Linked DNA regions of Mus musculus: all the other regions are linked to region 1. A link is a contact called in public Hi-C and HiChIP or PLAC-seq data. All regions are on one chromosome and are shown on one strand. Each heading gives the region's core, a stretch centred on a gene start, on an enhancer-like site or on the middle of the called end of the contact. The rest is flanking DNA. Distances are from core to core; before and after follow the strand shown.

Evidence for each region. Hi-C and Micro-C count contacts between places; a contact is called where the count stands out from the background. HiChIP or PLAC-seq counts read pairs in DNA pulled down with a chosen protein or histone mark.
Region 2: an H3K4me3 HiChIP or PLAC-seq map of embryonic forebrain shows a contact between it and region 1, with 4 times the contacts expected there. The contact joins the enhancer-like site here to the promoter of Nr4a2 in region 1. A contact is called at or near these places in 4 of 39 promoter capture datasets (the HPC-7 cell line, embryonic stem cells and hippocampal neurons), 1 of 484 Hi-C or Micro-C datasets (neural progenitor cells), 8 of 115 datasets of contacts at active chromatin or transcription factors (astrocytes, bone marrow-derived macrophages, embryonic forebrain and 5 more) and 1 of 9 other capture datasets (embryonic stem cells).
Region 3: a contact with region 1 is called in a Hi-C map of ventral hippocampal neurons, with 1.8 times the contacts expected there. The contact joins the enhancer-like site here to the promoter of Nr4a2 in region 1. A contact is called at or near these places in 1 of 39 promoter capture datasets (hippocampal neurons), 1 of 15 datasets of contacts at CTCF or cohesin (the NIH/3T3 cell line), 2 of 484 Hi-C or Micro-C datasets (cortical neurons and ventral hippocampal neurons), 1 of 115 datasets of contacts at active chromatin or transcription factors (stem cell-derived neural progenitor cells) and 3 of 9 other capture datasets (liver, macrophages and pancreatic islet).
Region 4: a Hi-C map of Th1 cells shows a contact between it and region 1, with 4 times the contacts expected there. The contact joins the enhancer-like site here to the promoter of Nr4a2 in region 1. A contact is called at or near these places in 2 of 39 promoter capture datasets (the 3T3-L1 cell line and trophoblast stem cells), 1 of 484 Hi-C or Micro-C datasets (Th1 cells), 12 of 115 datasets of contacts at active chromatin or transcription factors (the 230-238 cell line, bone marrow-derived macrophages, embryonic midbrain and 4 more) and 1 of 9 other capture datasets (liver).

What each region holds. Positions count from the first base shown.
Region 1 is chr2:57,112,195-57,118,650 of GRCm38.p6, reverse strand. Nr4a2 (nuclear receptor subfamily 4, group A, member 2) reads left to right here and starts at 3,613. Exons shown (of 8, transcript NM_013613.2): 1 at 3,613-3,933; 2 at 5,579-5,700; 3 at 6,210-6,456. The coding sequence starts at 6,212.
Region 2 is chr2:57,594,006-57,600,461 of GRCm38.p6, reverse strand. No RefSeq gene overlaps it. Among named protein-coding and RNA genes, the nearest start is that of Gm25388, 57 kb to the left of the region's middle. Within about 2 kb of position 2,586, at least 16 of the 459 cell types and tissues checked have an H3K27ac peak or open chromatin away from gene starts, as enhancers often do. A contact at or near this core is called in embryonic forebrain and hippocampal neurons, where this site is marked.
Region 3 is chr2:57,448,049-57,454,504 of GRCm38.p6, reverse strand. No RefSeq gene overlaps it. Among named protein-coding and RNA genes, the nearest start is that of Gm25388, 200 kb to the left of the region's middle. Within about 2 kb of position 3,399, at least 9 of the 459 cell types and tissues checked have an H3K27ac peak or open chromatin away from gene starts, as enhancers often do. A contact at or near this core is called in hippocampal neurons and ventral hippocampal neurons, where this site is marked.
Region 4 is chr2:57,403,975-57,410,430 of GRCm38.p6, reverse strand. No RefSeq gene overlaps it. Among named protein-coding and RNA genes, the nearest start is that of Gpd2, 170 kb to the right of the region's middle. Within about 2 kb of position 2,755, at least 29 of the 459 cell types and tissues checked have an H3K27ac peak or open chromatin away from gene starts, as enhancers often do. A contact at or near this core is called in Th1 cells and memory CD8 T cells, where this site is marked.

The sequences.
Region 1 (6,456 bases), core at 2,364-4,863:
CATCAATGTTTTTTAAGGTCTCATCATTATATTTATTAATAGCAATAACATAATTTACACAAGGGGGACCTACTATGCATAGCATTAATTCTTTGCTTCCATTATTTTAAATTATTAAGAAAATAGACCTTTATTAATGGGGAAACTTTACACATTTAAACGTGGCAATAATTTAAAGTTCTAACAGACTCTGAACCCTGAAAAAAACACTATTGTCATTTTAATTGAGTTATAAAATACTTTATTTGAAATATTTATGTGTAAGAATGCAGAAGAGTTGCAGCCATATAAATGTAGAATTTCAGTTTCTTTTAGCCTAAAGCATCGTTTTAACATTTTCTGAAAGGTTGTTCAATTCTACATTTTGATTCCATTATATGTGTAATTAAACCTCTATGCACAAAAGCATTCTCTTATGTACTAGCAAATATACCCACAGGAATTCTCTTCTCAACTATAATTTATTTAAACATGTAATCATAGGATTTTAAAACATGCTTTCATTTTTCCAAACTATATGCCAATTTGAACTGCTTTGAGATAAAATGAGAGATTTTATTACCATTTTGGTTTTTTTCCCTCTGTGACCTAACAGTGAGTTAAACACGGGCAGGAGGAAATAAAGAAAATCCATTGTAAACCTAATTCCATGTGTTAAACTGTTTCCCTTTTGGAGAATATAGAAAAAATAAAAGAGTTGTCGTTGTTTATGAATTCCAACACAATATGAACATTTGGGCCTGCAGACTTTTCTCCCGAGGCTTAGTTAGCCTAAGTAGTAAATAGCTAAGTGTGTGTGTGTGTGTGTGTGTGTGTGTGTGTGTGAAGCACGCGTGCTTGTGTGTTTGTGTGGGAGATTGTCTCTTGAACATTGTGGAGTCAGGCCCCCTACTGACAAGATCAGTCAATTGCAGACCTTGTCTTTGCTCCTGCAGCTTCGTCCCTTCCAATCAAGTGTGTGTGTGTGTGGGGGGGGGGGGGGGGCGGGGGAACGGGACAGCGGACTGAGGTTTTGATCATGGCCCTTTTAAACTTTCCGATGTGTGCACCTAGAGCACATGCCAGACTCCAACCGTAGAATAGTCCCAGCCAAGAATTACTTTAAATGAGTTTATGAATCTTTCCTCAGTCGTAGTAACATCCAGGGAAGCTGAACGCAAATTTGAAAAGAGGGAAAACTCACACTTGGATGAAAAAAAGTCTTCACTTCCTCTCATTTACATATTATAATTACCCTATTCTCACTTACTATTGTAGTAAACTGCTAAGACCTCTGCCTTTTGATCTTGGGTATAACAAGCCTTGAGCAAAGGCTTTTCTTATCAGGAAACCAAGCACTGGAGGTTGCTAAAGAAAAACCCTCGTTACTGTGCTTGCTCCTTGGTGTTCAGTATAAGAACTCCAGGCCCTCTTTCCTCACTCTAGGAGAGCATTTTTAAAATGTCCCCAGACTCAACTCAACCTAAACTGAATGTGTTTTTAATGACTCGGGGAGAGAAGCTTGCAGAGGGCAACATATCTACTTAGCCGCTTTTGTGTAGGGAGGTCTGTGGCTACGACCTTAAACTCCTGATACCCGCTCTCCTGGAACTGTATTAAAAAATAATAACTTCCACCCCAGTGTCGCTAAGCTTGGGTTTCCGACTGTCTGAAGATAGCTGCCGGGAACCTGGCCCACCGCGAGGATCAAGGAAAGCTCCTGGTGACCGCACCCTGCTCCCTCACGGAAGGGGAAGGGAACCCGGGAGGGCGCCTGTGAGCTGGAGTTGCTTCTATTTTGGGCCCAGCCTGGCCGGTGCGTCAATGCCTGCGCCCCTGCGTCACCGCCACCCCCACCCCTTCCTTCTCCATTGCTCTCCAAACTCTCACTTTTTCCCTTTCGTTCGCGTGGAATCGCTCCTGCCCACGGGGCGCTGACGCTGCCGAGCTCACACTAATAAGTTGTTCTTCACCCTGCCCCCCTCTTGCACCCCCACTTCCTGGATTTTTTTTTTTTTTTTTTTCCTCGCGCCCATTAGGGCACCGCTGAGCCGTAGCGGCAGCAGCTGGAGAGGCAGCCGCAACATCTGGGGGAAACTTAAGGTGGTCACGTAGGTTTCCCGGAGGCCGATGCACAGTGGAGCCCGCGGCTTGTCTGGGCAGCCGCAGGGCACCCGATGGCAACGCCTCTGCAGCCACAGGCTCGCTCAGCTTGGAGCTGGCAAAGGCGGAGGTGCAGGCTAGGAATGAGCAACCCCACAACCCCGAGAGTTCCGCGGTGTTCTCCCGGGGTGTTAGGATCACCGAGAGGGGGCCGAGGTGTATATTGCACACACACACACACACACACACACACACACACGCACGCGCACACACACACACACACACACACACACACACACACACACACACACACACCGCTCGCCCGGGTAGCTTGGGAGCGAGCCAACGCTCGGGAGAAGGGGAGGAGGAGCGCTGTCCTGGGAGAAGAAGGGGACCCTACAAAGTCGCTCTCCCTTGGCCTCAGTCCCTTCCTGGTCTTGAGAGAAACCCGAAGAGGCCTGTCTGGCCAGCTTCACGGGGGTACTGGGAGTAGGGTTAGCCCTCTGGAGGATCTGCGATTCCTTTGCTAGAAAGATCCACGCGCTTGGGAGGAGGGGGAGCGGATTGTCTTGCAGAGCGGAGCTGGAGGCGATTGAGAGGAACGCGGGGGTAGGGCACGCTCCCACAGTTCACCCGGACCCTGGGCTGGGGCAATGGGCACATACTCTCCGTTTTGGGCGAGACCCACCCCGCCTCGAGCTCCACTCCCCTTGCTGCTTCTCCCTCCATGCTTTCTTCTTGGTTGCAGGCACGACAGCCCCTGCGTTTCAGAAACCTGTGAAAGGGACTGAAGGGCTTGGTGGGCACAGCGAAATGTCAACTCTGTCAAGAGTTGACCGAGGGGCTTGGGGGCGATGGTTCAGATCACCTCTGGGCTGGAGGCGCACCTGTTGCCGGATCCTTTAATGTATTGTCTGCGAGAGAAAGCTGGCAACAGTTCACTCCTACTTGTGGGGTCCTCTAAGACTTGGCTCACTGTCTACCCTCCTTCCTCCCACATTGCTTTAGATAGTACGTCTTTTTAGTTTCTGTAAAGAAGGGGAAAGGGCCTGACCTCTCATCCTTCGAAGCGGGAGGAAGAGTGGGTTTTTAAAAAGGGAGAAGGGGGATGCACGGACTAGGGGAATCCCATCTAACGCCCAAGTCTTTGGAGAGTTACGAGCCACGGGACAACTGTCTCCACTTCTGCTAAAGGGTGTGAGGAGGGTATGTTGGGGAGCTGCAAGGCACACCTCTGCCCTCTCGGCCCAGGTGCTAGCTACCTGGCCCACGCGAGTGTTCTTTTCCGTTCAAGCTTTTGTTGCACCCTCCCCACGTGTGAGGACGCAAGGTCTGGGGCGGGGGAGGGGCAGGTGGAGCGTAGCATCACCACGGACTTCACGGACCTGGGTTGCAGAAGTCACACTTCTTTCGGAAAAAAAAAAAATCCACCCAAGTGGGCTACCAAGGTGAACCGTTCCCACCTTAAAATCAGCCCCAGTCGTGACGTCAGGTCGGAAATATACCAAAGCGAGCGCGGGCCAGGAGTCCGGGGAGCGCGGCGGCTCGGCGATTGGACCGCGGGCCGCTGACGCGGGCTGACGCGCGCAGACTTTAGGTGCATGTTGGCAGCAGCAGCTCGAGCCACATAAACAAAGGCACATTGGCGGCCAGGGCCAGTCCGCCCCGCGGCTCCGCACAGCTCCGCGTCCCTCTCTCCGGCCCCGCTGGCTGCCTCCCTCTCCTGCGGCCGGGCTGGCTGCGTGTGGCTCTCCGCGCCCCGCTTCCGCAGCGCTCCCGCGGACCCGGGCTCCTCTGCTCCCGGAGGGAACTGCACTTCGGCGGAGTTGAATGAATGAAGAGAGCGGACAAGTGAGTAGCTGCGGCGGGGCCGCCCGCGGTCACGCGTCCTCCCGGTCTCCGCGTACCAGGGAACGGGTTCTCTGCAAGTGGTCGCCCGAGCCGCGGAGCGCGAAGGGGCTGGGGAAGGGGGATGGCGAGTGGGCGCGCGCAGCTCCGCCGAGCCTCTGCTGGAACTCCGGTGCTAGCGTAAAGGGGGGGGAGTTGGCTGCCGGCAGAGGTTTCCAGGCTTCTCATTGGTGGATGTGGCAAGGGGACTCCCACAGTTTTAGGAGAAGCGGACTTGCCGGTGGAGATGTGCGCAAAGTTTGCTCTTGGTGTGAAATTGATTGTGGCTTGAGGAGGCTCCATCTCGCGAACATGTGGGAAACAGTCCGGGAGAGAAAGTTTACGTGTTGCTTGGGAACAGTGTCGCTCGGCTCGCCCGCTGGTGGAGGTTTCCCGGATATCGTCGAGTAAGGGTAGTGTCGGTAGAGGGTCCTGTAGCGAAGTTGCCTGAAATGACTGGTTTTGATATATGTTGTCCTTGGATAGTGTGTCAGTGTGTGCGTGAGGTAAAGAATACGGTTATGAAACTGTGACATAGCCACGGGTTAATATCCAGAACAGACATATTTTCAAGGGCGGCGGCGGATGGGGGTGGGGAGATAAAGCAAAAGTCCTCTGGTTTGTCTTGTTAACCTTCTCCGCTCCTTGAAGCAAAGCAAGATTGTGGAAGAAGTGGGGGGGGGGGCGGAGAGGGGAGGGAGCAAAGGAGAGGGTGTTCAGGTTTCTTTACTTTATCAACAAGATCGTCTATGCTCTAGAATGCCTTGCAAGTGGGAACATCTGAAAAAAAAAATAGCTAGGACACAAGAATGCCTTGTCCCAGCAAGTAGGCAGCCTGTGGAAAGCATTGTGGAGAAGGTGTCCAGTTTGCTGTGCTGAGAAGTGCTTCTAACTTTGGTGCCAATATCATATGCGTAATATTTCTTTCCCTCTGCAGTTGACCCAAGATACTCCTGGTAAAGTAGAGATCTCTCTCATCACCTCTGGGCCATTAAAGATGTTGAAAATCCAGTTCTCTGGAGGAACACCAATTCGCTTGTCCCTTAAGATCCTGTGTTGAACCAAAAGCAATTACTAAAGCTACACACTTGCTCCCACATTGGCTGTTTGGTTGTCCAGGCCTTGCTAACGTTTCCTAAGGGTTGGATCTGTATTTTTTTTTTCACGGTTTACTCTCGAGTTCTTTTAACTTTCTTTCTCCTTCTAAGAGAAAAGTCCACTGGACTCTAAGAGAGATATTAAGAGGAAGCTTTGATGCTGTGTTTTTCCTTTACCCAGACTTCTTAGGTTTGACATAAAGTAGAATGACAAAGGCCCTTCCATCTACAGCAAAGGGGCCAATTCATTATATTGATCAGTATCTGGTAGACTCATGGGATAATTTCCCCACAGGATGCTTTCTCTGCAGGGATTTACACTGGGAGATGAGCGGCATTATCTGCTGTTTAGCCACCTTGTCTCTGCACATTTCATTTTAAGATGCTGTTGGGTAAAGTCTTCACACTCATTTCCAAGGAAGCACTTGAAGGGCCTGCTGAGTGAGTCTGCATCTGCCCAGCCCAAGTCTCGGTGGGAAGACATCCTGAAACTTCCTGTGTCTGTATTTCAGGGAGATCTGACGGGCTGGATTCCCAATAGCTCTTTTTTAAAATCTTGGAAACTTTGTCCTTCGCTGAATTACGACACTGTCCACCTTTAATTTCCTCGAAAACTCCAATAACTCTGCTGAAGGTCAGTGAGCTTTATCTTTCATTACCTTTCCTGAGTTCCCCCATACCCTCAGAAAAACAAAACAAAACAGGGCAACAGGATCTTTCCAGGCCAACCCTGTGCCTTATAGTCACAGAGGACAACTTTCTTATTGTGCAATTCAACTTCATTTCTAGAGCATGGCTTCTAGAAATCCTGTCGACCCTGAGCTTCAAAGAAGAAGCTCATCAGAGTGGGACTGTCTGCGGGAAGGGGGTGGAGCGCGGGGGGGGGGCGTTTGGAAATGAGTGTAGACCCTCAACAGCTTTCCAGCTCTGGGTCGTCCCGGGATCAGCCCTTTCCTTTCTTCATCGCTGTTCCACCTCTTTTGCCCTTCCCCCTGCATCCCTAAACCCCCATCCTCTCCCCGCCTCCCTCCACCCCCAACCCCGACGCCGCGGGCTGCCGGTGTAGCCCCGGGTGTAGACCGAGCCCGGAAGAAAGTGTTCAGTTGACCAGGCTGAGTGTATATCACCCTGTTTCGTTTCCAGCCATGCCTTGTGTTCAGGCGCAGTATGGGTCCTCGCCTCAAGGAGCCAGCCCCGCTTCTCAGAGCTACAGTTACCACTCTTCGGGAGAATACAGCTCCGATTTCTTAACTCCAGAGTTTGTCAAGTTTAGCATGGACCTCACCAACACTGAAATTACTGCCACCACTTCTCTCCCCAGCTTCAGTACCTTTATGGACAACTACAGCACAGGCTACGACGTCAAGCCACCTTGCTTGTACCAAATGCC
Region 2 (6,456 bases), core at 1,337-3,836, 480 kb before region 1:
TTACATTTCAAATGTTATTCCATTTCCTGGTTCCCCCTCTGGAACCTCCCTATCCCATCCCTCCTCCCCCTGCTTCTGTGAGGGTGCTCCCCTTCCCATACACCCACTCCCACCTCACCTCCATGGCATTCTCTTACACTGAAGAATCAAGCCTTCACAGGACCAAGGGTTTCCTCCCGTTTATGCCAGACAATGCCCTCCTCTGCTCCATATGCAGCTGGAGCCATGAATTGCTCCATGTCTGCTCCTTGGTTGGTGATTTAGCCCCTGTGAGCTCTGGTGATTCTGGTTGGTTGATATTGTTGTTCTTCCTATGGGGTTCCAAACCCCTTCACCTCCTTCAGTCCTTTCTCTAACTCTTCCATTGGGGTCCCCTGCTCAGTCCAAGGGTTGGCTGGGAGCAACTGCCTCTGTATTTGTCAGGCTCTGGCAGAGCCTCTCATGAAGTCTCCCATTTTATAATGCTTTTGGCTGATACTCATAAGATGAACTAAAATTGTGCATAATGGAAACCTGGCTTCATAATATAGAGCTGACTGATTTCTATAAAGAGCAGCTGCAATTCAAAACACACTTTAATTCACTTCTGTATGCACTTGAGCACAAACAATGGTGTTGATGCTTAGCATTAAAGAAGGTATATATATATATATATATATATATATATATATATATATATATATATCAGAATTGCAATGAAGAAATGATCCTGTGACCTCCTAGACAAGGACAATTCTAGGTCATACAACTGGGCAAAACAATATTTTAGAATATCCCAAGAATTTTTATTTGACTGGAGGTCAACTTAGAACGCCTTGAACTTTTCCTACTTGTTGGGGAAAAAAAAAATGGTGCAACATTTAAATGCTTCTAGAGTGTCTGCTGTGTGCAGGTAGAACTTTGTGTGCTAAAAATAGAATATAACCAAAGTTACTCATTGTTCATAGGAACGTACTACGCCTCTGTACTATTTAGAGTTATTGTCAAGTTGATCCAAAATGGAGTCATTTGAGAAAGAACCTCAACTGAGAAACATCAGATTGGAGGCAAGGTCGTGGAAGATTTTCTTGATTGATGATTGATGTGGGAGGGCCCGATCCTACTGTGGGTGGCTCCGCTCCAGGTAGATGATCCTGGGAGGTAGCTGGTAGAAGGAGCCAGAAAGCATAATCTCTCCATGGTCTCTGCTTCCAATTCTATCTCCAGGTCTCTCCCCTGATTGAGTTCCTACCTTGGCTTCGCTCAGTGATAGACTATGACCCAAACGTTTACCCCAAATAAATCCTTTCTTCCCCAAGTTTGCTATCTGTCATGGTCTTTATCACGGCAGTAGAAACCTAACTAGGACACCCTCATAAAGATTTGTAAATTTCATTTTGATAAGAAGAAATTTAATAATTACATCTTTGCTGTAGTATGTAGGATAGTTGAAAGGCTCACAGAAGGCCACTTGTGATTTCTACGTCCATTCTTAAGGTCTGATGAAAACGATTCCTGTCTACTAAACAAATTTTAAAACATGCTACTCATGAAAAACAGAGTGCAAATTCTATACATTTCATACAATGATAATTCTACAGAATGACTTTTCTCTTCCTATCAATTTAATTTGAGATGTGCATGTGAACCTCTTATTTTTCAGTGTCAATAGACAATATTCAATTAAAGTCATCTTTCTACCATCGAAGAATGTTTATTTTCTTTGGTTTTTGTCACGGCTCTCAACAGTTAGTGAAAACAACAAACTGTCTCAGTACCAAACATCACTGCTGTGCTTGGCTTATTTAAGGATCAGTGGAACTTGATTAAAAATTTCCTTCAGAATTACCAATTCAGATGAATTGTGCATATTTGAAACGCATGGTAAATATTTCACTATAAAATAAAGAATTATTTCAAATTGCATTTCTCTAATTAAATTCCCTGCTGTATGTTTTATTCGGATGTGTATACAATGCCATTTGTATAGAATGCTGAGCAAAGCCTAACAGTTAATTCGGGGGCTACTGCAGTAAAAGTATGTTATCTTTTATATATATCACAGCATTACTTATTATCTGCTTTACACACAGCATTTTGCCTTTGATTTACGCAAACAACTGTAAATGTTTTATATATTTGTGAGGAAGTGAATGATATTAGACCATCAATCTATGGGGACTGCAAATCAGGAAGAAAAAAAAAAAAAAAGGCCATTACATTTCAGAAGCCGTTAAATCAGTTGTGCCCCCTGGCTGATTTTGTCAGCTATATTTGCTGTGGGTAAAACCGTTGATGCCTGGAATACTGGAGGGGCCCTGAGAGTCCTAGAGAGTAAATAGCAGCGAGTTGTAAACTACACCACGCATCTCACACTTACTGCACGAGCCCGGCTTACACTTTCCTCCGAATAAATCCAGCAGCTTTAAAAAGAGCAAGAGAGAGAAATAAAGGAGAGGGGAGGGGAAAACAAGGCAGAACCCATGCCTTCTGTCACTGCCTCCAGCTTCAGCCCTCAGCAGCCTGCCAACAGGACACTGTTCTGCCAGTTGTAAATTTTAATTGGCCATCTGGGGAAAGCACAAACCACTGACTAGAGATTAATCAGCAAATTAACCCAGGCATAATACACATTTCCCAGTGGACCTGAAGCTGCTGTAGGCTTGAGCGGAGCAGCCTGGGATGCTGGAGAACCTGTGTAGGATGCTGTTATTGCTTACTGCATTCGGTAGAACATCTTTCCAGCATTCTGAAATTCCCTTCTGTGTGACCTTGCCTGTGCCCCTGATTTGTATGGAAGTTGCAAAGAGCTCCCCACCCCATCTCTCTCTCTCTCTCTCTCTCTCTCTCTCTCTCTCTCTCTCTTTCCTCTCTCTCTTCCTCTCCCTCCTCCCCCTCCTCCTCTTCATCCTACTCCTCCTCCCCCTCCTCCTCCAGCTCCCTTCTCCCCCTCTTCCTCCTCCTCCCCTTCTACTCTTCATCCTCACCCTCCCCCTCCTCCTCCCCTTCCTCCTCCCCCCCTCCTCTTCCTTTACCCCCTTACCCCAAGCCCCCTCTCTGAAGTGCCAAATGCACATGACTCAGGTACTGTGATTTCCAGGAAAGTGCTGATGAATCAGTGAAAGTGACAACTTTTCTCTGGCGCTATTTGCTCCATTTGCTAAAGTACCTACAGGAAGAAACAAGAGTGAAGCTGATTTTTATCCACTCTGTGAATCATTGGAGAATAGCATTTATGTAGCCAATTCCTTGTGCTACATAGAATATATTCTGGAACCTGTACTGGAAAAGAAGGGTTTCAAGATAATAAAGCCCCCCTCTTTAAATCTAGCTCATAGAAAATGATTTATGCCAAGCGTTCATTTATATACAATATGGGACCTCAACTTTTCAACAAAATAGTCTGCTAATTAGCTTAGGGATGCTCTGTAAACTGAGATGGAGAGAGGCTAAACAGTAAGGAAATGATCTTACAGTAACAAACCCTGAAAAGTAACAGTGGAGTATGGTAGGATTGAGGACAGTGATTCTGAAATACAACCAAGGAAGAATAAAGGAATTACATTGCCAGAGCCTTTGAAGTGTAAAAGTGGGAAGGTCCTGTTTATTAGTCTAAGGAAGGGTGTTGAAAACACAGGCCAATCAGAAGATAAAGCTGTCCTATAACAAACACTGAATGAACTTACTGGAAGGAAAGCAAGGTGATGTGGCCAGGACAAACCACAAAGAAAATAGATATTTCTACTGCTGATAGATTCTTCAAAATCTACCAATTTACCTAGAAGTGCAAGAGAAGAGACTCAATGTTTTCTAGTGAAAGTGGGAGTGTGCAAATTTAATATCAGCAGTTAGTGTCACATCATCAGACAAATGCACTGTTGCCTTTTCCTGTCCAGAGTCCATGTGCCATGAACCATATACCATGTGATCAGCATCAGACACTCACAAGGTACCATTTCACATATGGATGAGGGAGCTATGACACCACAAAGATCCTGACCAAAACATAAATAAGTGTGACCAACTAGATTATTCCACAGGCAATATGGAACCTTGGGAGACTGAGTCTGTAGGGGGCGGGGGGAAGACAAAATGGAGCAGCAGTGACTTGAGATTGTAGGCAAACCTGGGGATGATCTGAGTTTGTGTACAAGTCAGGGAAGAAATCAGATTGTGTGAAAGGCTGCGAAGGGTCTCAGATGATTGCATGCAAGCCCGGGAAGCCTGTGTATTCAAAGAGAAGAGCAGAGCCTTGTGCTAGGTAACACTGGAAAAACAGGGCTAGAAAGCAGCCTTTCATCCCATTTCCATCTGATGTAAAGCTTGCTTTAGCTTTTTCTCCTAACATCTGATCTTCTAAGTTCTGTGCAAGCTCATATGGCATTCTGACCGTTGCAACCAAAAGAACTGTGGCTAGAACAACCATGAACGGTAACAGTGCCATCATAACCTGAGACAACAAATACATTTAGTAACTTTTCTTCTACCCACTCAGAAACAGTGCAGGCTTTAGGAACCCTGAATGTGATGTTCACTTTCAGGGATGCAGGTGCTGGAGTGCTATTTCATAAGGCTCTACTCTGTCCCTCCACTAAATCCTGCACACCTGTTTCATGTGCCTCTGGCAAAACAGACAGTCTCTTTCCTTCCACAACCAGGTACGGATCTCTGCCCCTTTGTTACATTATCAAGCAATGTTCCCTGTCAAACCTAACACCCTTAAACTAAATGGCTGATGGGAGAGCACTGAATGGCCTATGACAGTAAATTAGGCAATATGGAGGGCCCTGAGACCACAGATGTTAAATGGAAGTCCCCTGCTTCCTGGTAGGAATCCGGTGGGGACAACTTCCCTCAAAAACCCAGTTTATCTCCGAAGAAGAGCTTCAGAAAAAGCTTTAGCTTCACGGTGTATTAAATCGCCTGGTCATGTTATTTCGAGGCTTACATAAGATACAGAGAAAAGAGCAAGTTAGAATTAAACATTGAATGCAGTAACTAGCAAGCCACAATATTTAGCCTTTTTAGTGCTTGGAATACTTTTTAAAAACAACAACAACAAACTAAAAAGAAAAACCTCTCTCTTCCTCCTCCATCCCTTCCCCTCCCCCCCCCCTCATCTTGAAATATCTGGCTTTTGATGCTCAACATCTGGCCTCTGCTACTCCTCCTGACTCCAGAACTTTAGCTGCAACCAGAAAATAACCCAATAGTTAGTGCACACTAACAGTCGTCAGTGTTTCCAGTGTGCTTTGGCTGGAGGATTTCTTTATCTCCCCTGGGAGGGATACCATCCAAAGGTTATCACAGGCTCAAACAAGCTCAGAGGAGTGTGTGTGTGTGTGTGTGTGTGTGTGTGTGTGTGTGTGTGGTCTTCTATGAATTATTCCAAAGCCTCACTGTCTAGCTTTAATTCTGCTCTCCTATTTCAAGTTTCCATATTATCTCTATTTACATATGTTACATATAGAAGGCTGTAATAACATAGGTAGATTAGCTAGTGTCATGCTTATCTTGTCACATTACCTTCCCACATCTTTAGATGCATCATACATTTTAAACAAGTAAACAAAGGGGCTCACGCCAATATTTGAGTGCATTAATGCAGACACTTTTAAAATAGTTTCTTTTTTACATTATCTTTATACCTAAAAATAAAAATTTCCCAGGGACAGTTTCACACACTGTTTCGAAAAGCTAGAAATGGAGGCAGAATAAATAAATAAAAGCCGAGGTGCACAGCAATCAGGGAAATAATGTAAAATTGAGCCATACATAACATCATCTTTTAAATGCTGGAAAAGGATATGGTTTACTACAAGCTGATTATCAAGATCCTTCAAGTTTAGCGCTATCTCCCTTCCTCTTCCTCACCCACGCCACTGTCTAGCCAACTCAAAACTTTCCTGTTTTTGAAAGCTTTGTCATTTTCTGTGGTCAAAGGTTTTCCATACACAGGAAAGAATGTTGGATGCACTGGAAGAAGGTGTTGCAAGCAACCGTGGGCCACCTGATATAGATGCTGGGAATTGAACCCAGGTTGTCTAAAGAGCAGCAATTGCCCTTTAACTTCTTAACCAAAGAAACTGTTACTCATTTCAAGATCTTAATCACAAGATGCTTTGGCAAGCTTTTTCTGACTTCTCCAGTAGGATTGCCTTCCTTCTGTCCAGCATCTTGCCCCATTCTAACGCTTTAACCTTGTAGCATTATGTTGAGATTCATCTTTCACATATGTTTCCTCAGAAAGGATATACATTCTTTGAGGCTCCGTATCTTATATAGTATATCATGTAGTGAATACAGATAATGCAGTATGTAGTGAACAAAGGAAATGGACTCTTTGTTGGAGTGATAATGCACACAATATGAGAAGAAAAAACTCCCTGGATGAATTTTAAGATTCATGTTTGTCTTGATGCCAATCAGAGTCTTGGGAATTTCAGAAGTAATTAAAAGACAGCCTTGATTTTCATA
Region 3 (6,456 bases), core at 2,150-4,649, 340 kb before region 1:
TTGGCTTAGTGTTTTAAATAAACAGTAATAAAAACCACAACCTTGAGCAGTAGGACTGTGGACAAGAAGAATTTAGATCTGGCTCAGTTAAGCACAAACAGAGTGATCTGACCTTGATACCATCTGGGTTGCAGCAGGGTCCCAGACTGTCTCCCCAAGAGTGACCTCACCCTTCCCAAGAGCGCATCGGTGCTAAGTATCTGGTTGTACTTCCAGGGCTTACAGCTTCAATGGATGTTCCCAAATCACCACAACTCTAACTTTGGTCCTGCCTGGTCCGTCACAAAGCTTGCCAAGGTGGAAATAGAGTTCAAATGAGAGTTGGTACTGAGAAAGTGGAAGTGGCTCTTGGCTTAGTCTGCGCTCCAGGAGGTTACTAGGGCCAAAGGCTAGTGGAACTGTGGGTAGAGGTGCCAGAGACAGCCCAGCAAGAGCCAAGGCACAGGCAGCAGGAGTAACCCCAGCTATGGCCATGTGCCACAGGGCAAGCTGTTTAATTCAGATGGATAAACTCTGCCCACAGCTGCTGTCACCACATCTGACATTTTTGTCCTGGTTCTTCATTGTATCTCAGTGTGGCCTTTTCCTTGTTAGTAAAGAATAGTGTGTGTGTGTGTGTGTGTGTGTGTGTGTGTGTGTGTGTGTGTGTGTGTGATTTTATGTGTATGGATGCTTTAGTTGCATGTGTTTCTATGCACTACATGCGTACTTGGTGATGTCAGAGGCCAAAAGAGGACACCATACTTCCTAGGACTGCAGTTACAGACAGTGTGAGGCACCATGTGGGTGCTAGGAATGAAAGTCAGGTAGTACACAAGAACACTGTGTGTCCTGAACTGCTCAGCCATCTCTTCAGCTGACAGCATTTTGTTTTGTTTTGTTTTGTTTAATCTGTACCATGAGAATAACTTTATACTTGTTAAATAGTTATGGATTTTAAAGGAAACACTGTATATGAAGTTAATAGTTATTAGTTAAGAAGGGGTGTCCATTTGCATCTTTCAAGGGGTCAAGCTGAGATTGTGAGAAATTGCTATAGTCTAGAACCTGTTTGCATACTTATTCTGCAGGCTTGGTCATTTACCTTCCCCAAACCCCAGGCTTTCCACTGGAAAACTGAATATCCTTTATGCCTTAGCAGGGTGTCAAATTAAAAGCATTACCTGCAGGAACCACATAAAAATGATTATCAAGTCTCTAGAACATTCCTCCTCATAGGGCAACTGTTCTTTTCATTAGAATGATGCCTCTGCTCATTCCATTGCTATTTGGTGAATTCCAAGATGCTATATTTAAATTACACATACAAAACACATTTCATAAAGGTTCCTGTTGACAGAAGGAGGTTCCGATGAAGTCCTGTAAGTTGACAGATATTAAGCAAATCTGCTCTTTTAGAATCACCTATGATCCTCAGTGTTGCAGCAATTGCATGCAAATACAGTTGCTAAAATAATGAACACTAGCCTCATCTCCAGAATGACCATTAAAACAATGGGATTCTATAGAAGTACAGCTGTATGACAAACATGTGGACTCTGTGATCATAAGCTGTATAAATGACTACTTTTGCTAACCATTCACCCACTGTCTCGCCATTGCTCCACAAATGCATCCTGTGATGGTTTGAATAAGCATCTCCCCAGAGACTCATGTATTTACAGACTTAGTCCCCAGTTGGTAAACTGCTTGGAAAGTTTAAGAAGTGTGTCCTTGTTGGAGGAAGTGTGGTATTCTTGGAGGGGGTGTGTTGCTCCAGGAACTCTCCTGCCTGAGGATCAGGATATAAAGCTCTCAGCTATCTATATATAAAGCTCAGAACTATCTGTTGCTGCCATGATTCCCAACATGATGAAAATGAACCTTACCTTCTGAAACTATAAGCAAGCTCCCGATTCATTATTAAGGGTTGCCTTGGTCATGATGTCTTTTCACAGTAATAGAACTATGACCAAGACAGATCTTCAGCCCTGACACAAAACATCCTTCCTGGCTCCCTAGAGCCAGCATTACCAGTCATTTCACTTTCTTCATAATAGAGGAACACACAAATATAAATTGAGACCCTCATTTCACTGAACTTGCTTTTACACTGGCTCACACATTGTGTGTTTCAGAGCTCTGAAACGTTGCTTCTCTTCAATTTCCAGGCACATATGTCAATAATCCATTTGTGTGTGTGTGTGTATATATATATGTACATATACATATATATATACAAATACATATATGTAAATATATGTGTAAATACATGTTTGCATGTGTATATAAACATATGTGTACATACACATGTATACACTCATACACATATGCATAGTCTATTAAAATCCAAGTTGATTTTGGTTTTCTATGTGTAATAACTGCCAAAAAAATAAAAAAGCAGAAGAAAAGTTCTCAAAAAGGCAGGATGGCAAGAAACGGCACACAAAGAGTAACAATTTATCAGGTTGAATTGTGGCCAAAATGTTGGTGTCCAGTATCTTGATCTTATTATTTATCACACAGCTTGGCCAGAAAACCCGGGGTGAGCAAGATAGGGAGGGAATGAATGGCCCTCCTGGTGTGGCAGACAAAGCCAGTCCTTGACTGAACTGTACCTGATTGCCCACTGAGCCTCGCACCTGTGCCTTCTCCCACCCCTTTTGAAATCTCTTTGGTCCTGAGGGTTGAACAGTGATCATCTTGGAAACCATATCCAAATTGAGATCAGAAGAGAGACAAAAGCTAAATTTATCCCGACACTTTCTTCATTCCAGGCTTCTACTTTCCTGTGACGCACAAATGTCATTTTCAATAAAGGAAAAAAAGCTATTTTCAATAATGAGAAATGGATTTCCCTGCCTACCAGTACCAGGACAACTGCATCCCACAGAAGTATTGCTTATGGAACCACAGGCAGGAAGGCAGATGTCATTGTGTCCTCTCATCTGCGCTTATTTTTCACAGAGATTTCTCAGCAAAGGAAGAAAACAGGAGCGGGGGAAGAAGACAGCAGCCCTGATTGGGAGCAATTACACAAAGTCTTCCAAGAAGTGTTGGCTTTTCCTTGAAAATAAGGCAAATGCCTGCCTGTGGAATCATCGCTATGACTCTATATTTCAATCCAATTTCTATCAGGCAAGACTTTAAAAAAAGAAAAAGAATCAATTCTAGCTCAGCAAGAAATATGTTCAAATAATCAAAGCGAGTTAATGCTTTTCATTGACTTGATGTGGCATTGCTTGGCTTTATAGCCATTAAATCACATTGGTTTTTTTCTTGCTTTATTTTGGTTTTGGTTTTGGTTTTGGTTTTGGTTTTGGTTTTGGTTTTGGTTTTGGTTTTGGTTTTGGTTTTGGTTTTTTTCTGAGTTAGGCTCTCATTATATACTCAGGCTGACTTTAAGCTCTATCCTCTGGCTCAGCCTTCCAAGTAGTATGAGGCACCACTAAATGTCCCTATGTATACCACACTCTTGCATCTAGCAAAAACAAACTAACAAAGTCACCAGTCAACTCTAAGTGAAAACATCATATTCAGATATAAGCCCTTTTAACCCAAATCTGAAGCCCTGACGGCAGATAGACAAGTGAACCACACATTTGTGAACATATACTATAGGTGTTGACATGCCTCTGGTGAAGAGATAAGAAGGCTAAAATTTGGTACCCAGAAGCTAGGACTGTTCCACAGTCCTCTGTGCACAGGTCCTGCCAGGGGAGAGCTGGTCTCCTGGGAGTGCTCTGACTCCTGGGCTTGGAGGTGAGATCGCCATTATCTCTCTGGTGACTGTCCAAGGTGGGTCTGACCAGGAGTGCACAGGGCACAGGAACTGCAGAGCAGCTGGGACAGAGTTGTTCAGGTCACCATCTGCACCTGGAATCTGGGGCCGTTCCACAGCCCTCTGTGTACAAGTCCTGCCAGGGGATAGCTGTCCTCCCAGGGGTGTTGACACAGGCTTACAGGCCCACAGGAGGGACAAACTCTAGCCACAGACAGCAAGACCAGCTAACACCAGAGATAACCAGTTGTTGAAAAGCAAGTGCAAGAAACTTACCAACAGAAAACAAGGTTACATGGCATCATCAGAATCCAGTTCTCCCATAACAGCAAGTCCTGCATAACCCAACATACTAGAAAAGCAACATTTGTATTTAAAATCACATCTCATGTTGCAGATAGAAGACTTCAAGAAGGTCATAAATAACTCCCTTGAAGAAATACAGGAGAACACAAGTAAATAGGTAGAAGCCCTTAAAGAGGAAACACAAAAATCCCTTATAGAATTAGAGGAAAACAAAACAAAAAGACAAAGGAATTGAACAAAACCATCCAGGATCTAAAAATGGAAGTAGAAATAATAAAGAAATCAGAAAGGGAGACAACACTGGAAATAGAAAACCTAGGAAAGAGATCAGGAGTCATAGATTCAAGCATAACCAAGAGAATAAAAGAGAAGAGAGAAACTCAGGTGCAAAAGATACCATAGAAAACATCGACATAACAATCAAAGAAAATGCAAAAAGAAAAAAGGTCCTAACCACATCCAGGAAATCCAGAACACAATGAGAAGACCAAACCCAAGGATAATTGGAACAGAAGAGAGCAAATATTACCAACTTAAAGTGCCAGTAAATATCTTCAACAAAATTTTAGAAGAAAGCTTCCGTAACCTAAAGAGAGAGATGCCCAGGAACATACAAGAATCCTACAGAACTCCAAATATACTGTAACAGAAAAGAAATTTCTCCCATCACATAAGAATCAAAACAAAAAAAATGGACTAAACAAAGAAAGAATACTAAAAGCAGTAACAGAAAAAGGTCAAGTAACATATAAAGGCAGACCTATCAGAATTACACGAGAGTTCTCACCAGAGACTATTAAAGCAAGAAGATCCTGGACAGAAGTCATACAGTCTCTAAGAGAACACAAATGCCAGCCCAAGCTACTATACCCTGAAAACTCTCAATTGCCACAGATGAAGAAAGCAAGATATTCCATGACAAAACCAAACTCACACGATGTCTTTCCATGAATCCATGCCCTTCAAAGGATAATAAATGGGAAACTCCAAATAAAAGTAGGGGAACTACACCCTAGAAAATGCAAGAAAGTAATCTTTCAACAAACCTAAAAGAAGATAGCCACATGAACAGAATTCCACCTCTAACAACAAAAATAACAGGAATTAACAATCACTTTTCCCTAATATCTCTTAACATGAATGGATTCAATTCACCAAAAGACACAGACTAACACAACGGAGAAGTAAACAAGACCCAACATTTTGCTGCATACAGGAAACCCACTTCAGTGACAAAGACGGACACTATTTCAGAGTAAAAGGCTGGAAAAACAATTTTCCAAGCAAATGGTACCAAGAAACAAGCTGGAATAGCCATTCCAATATCAAATAAAATCAACTTTCTACCTAAAGTTATCAAAAACAATAAGGAAGGACACTTCACACTCATCAAAGGAAAAATCTACAAAGAATAATTCTCAATTCTGAACATCTATGCTTCAAATCAAGGGCACCTACAATCATAAAAGAAACTTTACTATCCTCAAAGAACACATTGTACCTCACACAATAATAGTGGGAGACTTCAAAAGCCCACTCTCATCAATGGACAGATCATGGAAACAGAAACTAAACAGAGACATGGTAAAACTAACAGAAGTTATGGACCAAATGGATTTAACAGATATTTATAGAACATTTTATCCTAAAACAAAAGAATATACCTTCTTCTCAGCACCTCATGGTACCTTCTCCAAAACTGACCGTATAATCAGTCACAGAACAGGCCTCAACAGATATAAGAATATTGAAATAATCCCAAGCATGCCATCAGATCACCACGTACTAAGGCTGGTTTTCAATAACAACAACAACAAAAAAAAAAAAAAAATAGAAAGCCCACATACAAGTTGAAGCTGAACAACACTCTACTCAATGATAATTTGGTCAAGGAAGAAATAAAGAAAGAAATTAAAGACTTTTTAGAATTTAATGAAAATGAAGTCACAACATACTCAAACTTATAGGTCACAATGAAAGCAGTGTTAAGAGGAAAACCCATAGCTCTGAGTGCTTCCAAAAAGAAACTGAAGAGAGCAGACACTGGAAGCTTGATAGCACATCTGAAGGCTCTAGAACAAAAAGAAGCAAATATATCCAAGAGGGAAATCCACCAAATAAAACAAAAAGAACTATACAAAAAAAAAAAAAAATCAATGAAAGCAGGAGCTAGTTCTTTGAGAAAACCAACAAGATAGGTAAACTCTTAGCCAAACTAACCAGAGGGCAGAGGCAGTATCCAAATCAGCAATATCAGAAATGAAAATGGAGAAATAACAACAGAAACTGAGGAAATCAAAAAAATCATCAGATCCTACTACAAAAGCCTACTCAACAAAACTGGAAAATCTGGATGAAATGGACAATTTTCTAGACAGATACCAATTTTA
Region 4 (6,456 bases), core at 1,506-4,005, 290 kb before region 1:
AGCTGAGCGCAAACTCCCATCCCTCTCTGCTTCTTCACTGTGAAGATTGCTGTGGCTGGGACAACCCCACAATGATAGACTCTAACTTCAGACTGTGAGCTAAAAGTGTTTTTGTGCAGGATTGCACATATTACCAAATATGAGGGTGAGTGGGGGGTGGGGGTCTAGGTAGGAGAACCTCAACTGTCTGTATGCTTTTTGAAACAGGGTTTTTCATTGGCCTAGACTTCCTCTGGTGGTTTGAATATACTTGGTCTAGGGCATGGCAATTAGGTGTGGTCTTGAAGGAGGAAGTGAGTCACTGTGGGGATGGGCAATGAGACCCTCCTCCTCACCATGGGAGAGCCAGGCTTCCACTAGCAGCCTTCAGATGAAGATGTAGAACTCACAGCATCTCCTGCACCATGCCTGCCTAGACACCGCCATACTCCAGCCCTGATCATGGACTGAACCTCTGAACCTGTAAGCCAGCCCCAATTAAATGCTGTCCTTATAAAAGTTGCCTTGGTCATGGTGTCTGTTCATAGCAGTAGAATCCTAACTAAGACACTTTCCATGTAGTCTAGACTGGCTGTCCAGCAAGCCTTAGGGATCCACCTATCTGTTTTTTCAGCACCAGCATTAGAAGTAGGCTGCACTATTTCCAAATTGTTTGCTTGTTTTTTTGTTTTTTTGTTTGTTTGTTTATTTGTTTTGTTTTGTTTTTTTGATTTGAGGACTGGGGGGACAGAACTCAGTTCTTCATACTTACAAAGCAAGCATTTTACCAATTGAGTTATCTCCCCAGTCCAAAGCTGTGTATTTCTTTATGAGCCTTTGCTTGCCCATCTGTAAAATGGGAGTACTATGATTCAGTCTACCCAAGGGGACTATCAAACCAGGAAGAAAGTGAGTTCATTGCTGTTCATGGTACTCACAGACCTTTAGAAGAAAAATGCACCAAGCAGAGTGATTTTGATATTTAGTATGTTAATAGAATTTTCATCACCATCTTAGAAGGCTGGCTATATTTATGTACACAATTAGTGAGACAGCATGTGGAAAATAGTGGACAGTGCTAAAACATAGGCCATTTCTCTGAGTGAAAAAACCAGGTCATAACTCAGAGGAGATGGACTGAAATGTGAAGGTCACTCACTCATTCACAGGAATAAATTATAGTATACCATCAAGTTAGTTTCTTCAGCTAGTCATAAAGAAGAATACGGTTAAGTAATTTACTCGCAAATGATGGTTATAAACCACTCACACTCTAACAAATCACATTACACCACACAAACCACACAGTCGTGCTTACATGGCCACTGGCCTCCATGGATGTGGAGAGCAGAGCCACATTGTCCACATCTTAGTTCATGAGAAACACCACACACTTCAGGCTGAGCCCACCCCTGTCCAGCTCCCGTATTGAACATGGAGACTCCGCCTCCAAAGCTGAGTGCACACATGAGAAGTGGAGTCATATTGGCCAGAGCACTGAAAAATAGATCTTAGAAGATGACAGGATCTTTGGTTTGGGAAACAGAGCAGTAAACAACCACAAAAATAGGTCATGGCCTTAGTCCCTTCGTGTTGCTGTTACAAAACATGAGAGAGCAGGTAAATGTTAAAGCACAAGCTTTTATTTTTCGTAGTTCTACTGGCCTGGGATTCCACAATCAAGGTGCCAGCATTTAGCCTGGCTAATGCTCTCAGCCATACCGTCAAGAAAGAGCAAAAGGGAAGCTAGCCGATAGCTCAGTGTCACCTGAAGCCTCTCTTGAAAATGTTCCACTTTCATTCATGTGGCCTAATCAGGTCATAGATGCTATCCTCTCATGCTGTCACATTGGCAGCACCTGAATTTTGGAGGAGACACAGTGAATCATATCCAAATTAAGGTCATACTTACCATTTGCTCTCAGATTAAGATGACACAGTTTTCAAGATATACAAGCCGAAGGAAAAAAGAGTAGCCAAGGTTGACTGCATGCCAGCTTAGGAGCTAGCTGCTTGCCCCTCATCTTCCTACAGCAATTTCAGGAGGTAAAGAAAACACTATCCTCCAGCTTGTAGACAGAAGAACTAATTCTCAGAGAGATTAATCCACTTGCCTAAGATTGCATAACTCAGTAAATTGCAGTAAACACCTTAAAGCCAAGTTTGACTGACTCTAAGTTCTGCACGCTTTCTACAACTGTGATGCCTCTCTAAGTAACCTGTAATGACGAATACTTTTCTCTAGGATGTCAACTTTGATCGGCAGAATATGAGTTTTGAGCAAAAAGAGAATGATGGTGGGTGCCAATAGTTAGGGGTTTGGTGAACAGGACTATGTGCTAAATGCTTGTCACCCTGCGATTAGCCTGGTCTCCTACTATGCCAGATAAAGGACCCAAAAACTTGAGGAATAGAGTCACTTCCCATGCACCCAAGGCATGAGGGAGCACAGTTAAGGCTGCCATTTACACCCAAAGTCTGAGCAGGAACCTTCTTCCATAGCCAAGTGATGATGGTAATAAGGAATGAGCTGATTTGCATTCTGTCAACTTCACCGTGTGTCTGGTAGTCGCTTCCACCTACACACCAAGTTAGCATACTGCCTGTCACCAGGGTATGAAGGCAGTCTTATGATGTCACTCTTAGGATTTCAACAGAGTTTTCTTAACTGTAGCTGAATCATGTTGCCAGGATCTAGCACTCAGATACAGAGATGCTGAGAGAAAAAGTGAGTGCACTCACTCACAGTCAGTCCTTCTCCTCTCCCTAGGGCACCAACCACAGTTGCTCATGTTCAAAGACAGATTTGAGGCTGGTTGTGAATGTGGCTCTGCTACAGCGATGGCATTAGCACAAATACATGTGTTTTTATTGTTTCACTTTCTGTTTCTCTGTGTCATATCTTTCAGAGAGCTAATCTGTGAACCCGGATCAGTGGGGGTCCTTTGTTTATTCTAATGTATTTAAAAACATCCACTTTTCTTTTTTTCATCTGTAATACACATATGTAATATGTATATGTAACATACATATATACATATAAGTACATGTATGTGTATTTACATGTATATGTATATACACATATATATTCATATTTGATATCCATTTTTAGATTATTTTATTATTATTATTATTATTATTTTATGTTCATTGGTGTTTTGACTGAAAGTATGTCTGTGTGAAGGTTCCATACTCCTGGAACTGGAGTGACAGGCAATTGTGAACTCCATGTGTGTCTGGGAACTGAACCTGGGTCCTCTGGAAGAGCAGAAAGTGCTCTTAACCACTGAGGCATCTCTCCAGCCCCATTTTCAGCCCATTCCATCTTGTCTCACATTTCCATAACAAAAAGTACATTCTGTTCTTCTTTCAGGGCTACAGGTAGGTCCCCAGCTTTGTGGGACACATTAATCCAGGGAACTGACTCTAACACTTATGATGAGACACAAGTTTGTCTCAGAGCTTCAACAATTGTTGGTCCCCTGAGACTATCTACTTATTTTATAACATTTCTTTCCAACAATGTGAATGCCAGTTCATCTTCTGAAGTGCTAATTATAATCAAATCCATTGTCTGAAATGGCTGAGGCAATTATATGTATATGTATAAATGCACACAAACACACACCAATTATTGTTTACATATGTCATTGATGGATTTTCTCCTCTGCAAACATCCATAACTGTTCATTTATTTCCACAAGTTGACAGGATAGGACGAGGAACAGTGGGTTGGTCGGGACTTCTTTTTCCCAATAGTGAGATTTGGGAAGTTCCGTTTTCTAATTTACGGCCTTATTCCAGGAGGCATTGCTTCCTGTCCATGGTACTGCCTATCAGGCCCCAAAAGGAGGTACTATCATGACTGATGAATTGAACCACGCTGTCACTTGAATGTAAAAGTGACAGCAGGAAACTACCAATCAGCTCCCGAGAACCAGAGGGAGTAAGCAGGGTACACCTGTAATTAGAAATAATGTCATATATTATGTCCTTCTGAAACTACTACAAATAGGAAAAGGAAGCCATTTCCTCCAAGTGGTTGATATAGTATTCTCTAAGATCCTTTAGGACAGATTCTAATCTGTGTGGACAACCTAGAATGTTCCAGGATAGGAGCTTGTCCTAATTTATTATGAGGTTGCTCAATATACAGTCAGATCAGGTAGGATTTTGCTTTTGTTTTTGGTATTTGTCTTTTACTTTGAGATAAGGTCACTTTTTACCCAGGCTGGATGCCAACCATAAGGCTGGCCTTAAACTCCTGCTCCTCACATCTCCTGGGACTATGGGCAGGTACTATCACCTAACTAGAGCAAATGCATTTTAATATTAAGAGAAATGATTAATTGTTTTAAAAAAAACCACTATCCTTTAGAACAGAAGCTTTCAAATATTTTCCTCTGGTATTGCCAAATTAATGTTATTTAATTATACACATCATAGAACATTTATGATATATAATATAGTTCCATATGATTAATTGCAAAAGATGCTATTTCTGGCATGTTATAAATATTGATAGTATAGAAATAAAATGTTGCACAATTCTTTGAGTGTGTTTAATGTAATAAAAATACCATAATAATTTGAAATACTTGTGATCCTTTTTGAAAAAGAGAAATTATGTAATTCCCTTTTGCTCTTGAAATACTTTTTTCTGCTTCTATTGAAAGTGCCTTATATAATGTCACATCATAAATATAGTTAAAATATTTCTTCTGATTTTAGTTGTTACTTTGTCACTTAATAAACAAATTAATAAAACTTCAAAATATAATAATTGATATGTGTTCATCTTAATGATAAAATAATAATGCAAATATCTCTCTTAGGCTATAGTTCTTAGGATATGATGTCTCTGTCAAAGGAATTCTCAGCTTGCCTCTGGTTCAGTATGAAAGGATCTGTTCTTAGGTCTCTTCCTCCATGAAGGTTCAGGTGGTGTCAGCTTCCCTTTGGAGAGTGTAGAAAGGGTAAAACCGGTAAGAGAAAGATGTCAGGCCAGCAAGGCCCAGGGCAGATGTAAAGTGAGAACAAACTGAATATTAAGACCTGAAAATTGATCCTGTTAAAATATTTACGGTCATGGTCCCCCTGGGATATCTTCTATATCTTCAATTTATGACCACTGCTTTCAAATGTTGGTGGCTCTTCTCCAGAAAGTTTTCTCCCCAGCACTGGCTAGGAGGAGGCTGTGAAACTGGAGGCCATCTTCCTCTTTTAAAAAAATGACTTATTTAGTTTTTGAAATTATAATTATATCATTTTTCCCTTCCTTTTCCTATCTCCAAAGCCTCCCATTTAACCCCCCCTCCGTTGCTCTCTTTCAAATTCATGATCTGCTTCAATTGGAATGACATACATATGTGTGCAATAATGTATATGTATGTTAGAAAGAAATGTATTTATCTATAGAGAGATTTAAAGACATGAATACAGCATGCTCAGTCTGAATAGTATTTGTGTATGCTAGTGTTTTCAGTGCTGACCATTTGGTATTGGATAAGCAATTGGAATGCTCTGGGGGAGACAACTTCTCCCACTCTCAGCACTCAGATGAAGTCCCACTAACATGCTCTCGGTAGAATCTGACCAAAGAGTAGCAATAGACTTGCTGACATGGATGGGGAAATCCCATAAAGCCTCAAAAGGCCTCAGCAGTAGACAAAGAACAACAGGTAACTGTCGTATTTTATTGACATACATCTATTTGAATTAGAGGAAGCAAGAAATGTTTTTCTCTCTGTTGTTACTATCATTCTACGTTATTAATATAAGACCACACACCTTGTCGAAATGAGGTGATGGGTGAATAACTATTTCAGAGATAATTCCATCATTTGAAAACTTCCCATCATGGCAATGAACACAGTACAAAAAACAGCTACAACAGCAAGAAATCAAGATGTGAAAAGAATTCTTTGGATTTGTGAAAGAAGAAACAGGTGGATATGTAATATATTTAGAATTACTTGTCTGCTCTGTCAAATGTGTATCATATATTCACACTCACACACGCACGCACGTGCGCACACACACACACACCTTGAATTTGATAGGCCCGTGCCAAGCAAAATGAAAAAGTCAGAAAATAACAAGGCAGAGATTATAGCAAGGTTTCACTTGGGGGAGGGGAGAGTAGCTACCACAGAATAATAGGTTTTAAATTGGAGGTCTTTACTTAGAACCCTTAGGAAGTAAAGCAGGCCAAAAAGAGGAAGAGAGAGGGAGGGAGGGAGGGAGGGAGGGAGGGAGGGAGGAGAGAGGGAGAGGGAGAGGGAGAGGGAGAGGGAGAGGGAGAGGGAGAGGGAGAGGGAGAGGGAGAGGGAGAGGGAGAGGGAGAGGGAGAGGGAGAGGGAGAGGGAGAGGGAGGGGGAGGGGGAGGGGGAGGGAGAGGGAGAGAGAGAGAGAGAGAGAGAGAGAGAGAGAGAGAGAGAGAGAGAGAGAGAGAGAGGAGAGAAAATTGCACTAGGG